Regions from separate parts of the Danio rerio genome. Here region 1 is linked to region 2. A link is a contact called in public Micro-C data. All regions are on one chromosome and are shown on one strand. Each heading gives the region's core, a stretch centred on a gene start, on an enhancer-like site or on the middle of the called end of the contact. The rest is flanking DNA. Distances are from core to core; before and after follow the strand shown.

Evidence for each region. A called contact is a pair of places that touch in the nucleus more often than the background predicts.
Region 1: a contact with region 2 is called in a Micro-C map of caudal fin, with 6 times the contacts expected there. The contact joins the enhancer-like site here to the promoter of rps5 in region 2. A contact is called at or near these places in 2 of 18 Hi-C or Micro-C datasets (caudal fin and hematopoietic stem cells).

The regions. Positions count from the first base shown.
Region 1 is chr15:42,847,747-42,850,446 of GRCz12tu, forward strand. It overlaps ngef (neuronal guanine nucleotide exchange factor), which reads left to right. Exons shown (of 15, transcript XM_692454.8): 15 at 428-1,783. The coding sequence ends at 645. Among named protein-coding and RNA genes, the nearest start is that of trnai-aau, 4.5 kb to the right of the region's middle. Within about 2 kb of position 1,310, at least 7 of the 62 cell types and tissues checked have an H3K27ac peak or open chromatin away from gene starts, as enhancers often do. A contact at or near this core is called in caudal fin, where this site is marked.
Region 2 is chr15:42,689,277-42,692,153 of GRCz12tu, forward strand. It overlaps rps5 (ribosomal protein S5), which reads right to left and starts at 1,427. Exons shown (of 6, transcript NM_173232.1): 1 at 1,395-1,427.

The sequences.
Region 1 (2,700 bases), core at 60-2,559, 160 kb after region 2:
GCTCTCAGAAGCACTCTGGTCTAAAGCTTTTTTTAAATGCATCAAATCTAAATAAAATCCAGCAAAAGAGGCACATTATATCACTGTTGTTGTCAGACACAATCTAGACTCTTTTGGTCAAATGCATGTTGCATGAAATTACCTCTTGCAATGCTGCTTCCTGCCATCTGTTCATTTTACTATTTTTGTGGCACATCCTTCCTGTGTTTTCTTCTCTCTTAAGGATATTTTTAGCAAAGTGTCACCAGGAATCATCATGTATTAATGCTAAAAATCTTATTTAATTGAGGTATTCATTTGTTTTTAATTGTATGTTTATTAATGAAATGTTGCAATAAATAAAACATCATCATCATCATCATCATCATCATCATTATCACCTGTGTTTCTTTGTCTCTGAACACACACCTTCATCTCTCCTCCTCAGGCTGGATACTGGGTGAGAGGCTTCACGATGGAGAGCGCGGCTGGTTCCCGAACCGCGTGGTGGAGCGGATCATGAGCGCAGAAGTGCGGGCTCAAAACCTGAAAGAGTGCCAGCGCATCCAACAAGCGCAGGAAGGAGCGCAGGGAACCAGAGCCGCCTCCAGGGGGCGCGTGGCTGTCAGAAACTCCCAGTACAATGCCAGCTGGACTGACCTGTAGGCACAAAGAGCAAGACATGACACCGCATCAACACCACCATTCATTCTCCTAAATCAACAGGGAAAGCGATGGTACATTAGTACGGTGGACCGATTGTCATTCAGTGTCCTGTGTTTTTTTTTTTTTGAGGACTCGACAGGGTCTTGGAAGAGCTCTTGCACTTTAAGCACTTGTGTTTTATGAATCGCTGCTTCCATACAGTCCTAACACGCTGTAAGCATGAAGGATTTCAACTTCCGCAGTCTCTCACACATACAAACACACACAGGGACTACTTTTTGAGGTGAAGGAAAATAAAAGCTATCGCTACATGAGGACTTTTGTAAAGTCATAATGCTTCTCTCGGAAAAGGAATGTATTAATGTGCATGGTCACACCTTACTGACTATACAGGTTTGTGTTTTTAAACTAACCTCCAAGGACAACGAGGACGTACTGTACCGTGTGGAGCTCATTCTCCTGCCAATCCACCTGAAGAACTAAAATGAAGAGCGAGCGAAAATGAACTAAATTAATCACATTATTTTAGGAAATATGGAGGTAAATCATGCTGATGAAGAACACTTATTTCTGTTTTGTGCACGTGCTGCATGAAAGTGTGTGTACAATCAGTCGCGCACACATTAAACTATGTTTTCATACACAAACACACACTCTACACACACAGAAGAGCAATGTTGTTGAACCAGTCTAACACCAAGCAGTGTCCTAACCAGTAAGTTTCCAGCAAGCCATTTGTCTGCAGTGAGATAAATCATGTGTGATGTGGTATAATGCTGATTAATATCTCTGTTTTCATTCTGAGGATGTCATTTTTTAAGTCGTGTTAGTTTAAACATACCATGATTTCAATGCACAACCAATTCAAAATACAAGATTGAATTAAAGCAATCATATTTAAAGCTGAAGAAGCACAAGTTATCACACTATTGTGGTCAGATGTGGGACATAATCTTAATTTTGTTCAGTCTTTGGTCAAAGGCATGACTAGTTAATGGAGATCTATTAACAGCATCAAGAGTGAGCTGATTTGCCTTAAAAGGACAGCTCACTTCAAAAGCAAAATGCTGTTGTTTAATCTCATGTTGTATTACCCTGCGAATGTTTTTAGATGAATAAAGAGAAGGTTTTTACTTTACATATGCTCACACTGCTTATAATCCCTGTTTACACCTGGTTTTAAGATGCATTTTTGTTAATCTGATCAGAAGATGTGTAATATTAGAGCTGGGGTGTCCAAACTCAATCCTGGAGGGCTGGTGACCTGCATAGTATAGCTCTAACTTCCTTCAACACACTTGCCTGGAAGTTTTAGTATACCTAGAACAGGGGTGTCCAAACTTGGTCCTAGAGGGCTGGTGTCCTACTGAGTTTAGCACACCTGCCTCGAAGTTTCTAGTACATCTAGTAAGAGCTTGATTAGCTGGTTCAGGTGTGTTTGATTAGGGTTGGAGCTAAACTCTCCAAGACACTGGCCCTCCAGGACCGAGTTTGGACACCCCTGACTTAGAAAGAGCTTGATTAGCTGGTATAATTGGGGTTGGAACTAAAATATGCAGGACACCAGCCCTCCAGAACCAAGTTTGGGAACCCCTGTAGTGTTGCTGGATTTTCTGTCAATTTAAACACCTCCTAAAGCACAGGTGTGAAACTCAGTTCCTGGAGAGCCGCAGCTCTACACAGTTTAGTTTCAGCCCTAATTAATCACACCTGATAAAAGTAATTGAGTCCTTCAGGCTTGTTTGAAATCTACAGGTAAGTGTGTTGGAGCAGGGTTGGAAGTAAACTGTGCAGAGCTGCGGCCCTCCAGGAACTGGCTTTGACACATGTGTCCTAAAGTATCTTAATTCAAAAACTTACGCCATCTTATTTCTAAATCCATGTCTTTTCTAGTACACATGTAGTATAGTTATAAAAACGGCTTCAGTTTTAGTGTTTTATCACACAATATAGTTTATATTTGTTACAGATTATCACAAAAGCACAGGGATAATACTTTATAGATGAGCACTGTTCTGTCTATAGTAAAACAAATTGAGTAAATTATCTTTTAAA
Region 2 (2,877 bases), core at 177-2,676:
CTACATAGAGAAATAATATTGGCAGCCAATGACTATTAAAGTACAACATAGCTCACAGTCAAATAAACAGTGCTAATGTTGTTTTGAAGTCATAGTCACATGTGATTTCAGACCAAATCTTCAAAGTGCCATGATAAACAATATAGTGATCATGCCACAAGTCATCACTGAACGAATGTCTCAATATAAAACCAACTTTCCTCTATTAATTGATAACCACACTACTTTGAATATTCAGTCTGAAAACACATGCATGTATGACTTCAAAACAACATTAGAATTATTTAACAGACTGTGATCAATGTTGTACTCAGTCATTGGCTGCTAATATGATTTCACTATACAATATATGGAGCATGTCACAAGTTGTCACTGATCAAATTGAGGTACAGTTGGGTTTATATTCGCTCATTTGTTTAGTGACAACTTGTGAAGCGGCCCCTATAATGCTTAGCATGCTAAATTGAATATTCAGTCTGAAATCGCATGTACTGAGAGTTTGACTTCAAAACAACATTAGCATTATTGGATAGACTGTAAACAATACTTTTATAGTCATTAGCTAGATAGAGCAAATAGATCACAAAAGTAAAAAAGTTCATATTTGGAAATGCAGATTCATATTTAGAAAAATGCTTTCCATTCATGTAGTTTGTTAAAATAGGAGAGCGTTTACGACAACTTGAAAATTTTGAATCTGAGGGTTAAAAAATTATTGAGAAAAAGCACCTTTAAAGTTGTCAAAATCCTATTCTTAGCAATATACATTACTTACGTTAGTCATTATTCAGTTTAGATCAATTTAGGGAAAGAACTTGATGCCACTACTTTAAATTATAATACTTTTTATGCATCAAATAATCGAATATATTTAGACCCATACAATGGATTTTGGCTATTCCCAAAAAATATATCAGTGCAACAACAAAAGATCAAGACTGTCTAATTGCTTTTTATATTAGCGGTAACCTAAAAGTTAAGCAAAACTCAAAAGTCTATTATAAACGAAGCATAAGTTACATGGAGGGAGATTAAAATACATTACAATCTGACGTCTATATGACATTACTAAATGCCAACAAATTATTTATTTTGTGCATTTAAACTCAAGCGGAAGACCAAAAATATGCATATAACTCAACTAATTCCTTTAAATAATACAAAACAAACAAGCTATCTCAGCACTCAGGCATGCGGGTTCGCTCTTGGTCTTCTTCGGGAAAGACAGCGGCTCATGGACGGCTCATAAAGACGCTCAAACTCATCATTTTGACCACACATATCTACAATTTTTAGGTTAAAACACGCAGATAAGGTTGTTAACAGCCGTTTTTATATACTTTGGTGAGGGAAACAGGGAAATAAAAGCTTTAAAACATGTTTTCTAGCGTTACCTTCGCAGCGTGTGTGTGAATGGCGCACTCGAGCAGGCGGAAAGGAAGAGCGACACGAGGAGCGAGAAAAAAACCACTTCCGCTCAATGCACTTCCGAGTCGTGCCTTCTTCTTCTTCAATTCAATGGCGATTGACAAACAACAAAATGGTGTATTTCCGCCACCAACTGGTATGGAGTGTGGATCACTATGACTTAACCCTCACCTACCGCTTTCTTTGATTAAATCCTCTCCCATAAATGAGATTTTTTTAGCTATTGCAATAAACAGGTAAAACATGTATTTCCTGAGTTATTTTGTAGAACGTCATCTAATTTGAATTCAACTCTTATCTCTTCTAAATTCTTACCAAGTTCTCTCCTTTCGTCTTCATACTTCATGCAGTGTACTGTATAACATGTTCTACCGTCTCTTCTTGCCCACAGAACTCACATTGTCCTGTACCATGTTTACCCATTTTAAAAAGTGTACTATTTAATTTTGTGTGTCCAAATCTCATCCTAGATATTATTATCTCCTCTCTCCTGTTTTTTCCTACACTTCTCATTTCTCCTACTTTCTTTTGAATTTTGTAAAACCACCGGCCCTTTTTTCATCATCCCATTGTTTTTGCCACCTTTCCTTCATTCTTTTCTTAATAATACTCTTGACTTCACTCTTTTTTATTAACAAACTGAAACATTTACATTACGTTACATGCCAGGGATCAAAACAGAAATGTATCTTTTAAACAGATTTACAGTTTTTACAGCTTTTTTGTTCGTACATTCGGGAATCAAAGACATATAAATATTTAGATCTTCAAGAAAAATCTGAAAGAAAGGTTTATGCTTACAAAATTTACACTTGTGTATAAAATATTTGGCCAAAAATATAATAAGATTAAATAAAAAAGCATCTGGATGTTCATTTTGATGATTATATCCTAAAATAACATTTTCATATTTTAACATAACATCAGGAATTATGCCACTAAATATACCTAATACATTTTTCCAAAATATTCATTCCAAAACAGATGAGACAGATCTTCAGTTTGGTGATCACAGGAGAAATTTACATCAAAATCTTCAGAAATAAACTTTTGTTAAAAAAAAAACCTTTGTAGGGTAGCACTATACTTACAGACTGACTTCATTATTTTTAACAGCTTGTTTTGCTTCCTTATCTGCAATTTCCTTGAACACCAATATGCATAAAAATATTACAGTTATTCCCATCATTTGAGTTCTATACAATGTTTGCATTATTTATAATAAAATGTCTGGTCTACTTTCTAAATTACTATATCGTAAACTTGCCAGTGAAGAACTTGAGTCTGAACAGATGACTGATTTCAAAGGTCTTATCTCATCTACCCATTGTATTGCTAATAAAAGTGCAATCATTTCTCCTGTATACACCGAGACTTCGTCACTAATCCTTTTCCCTACTGATATTTGAAATTCTGGAACTGTAAAGGACACCTACTCTATTTAAACTC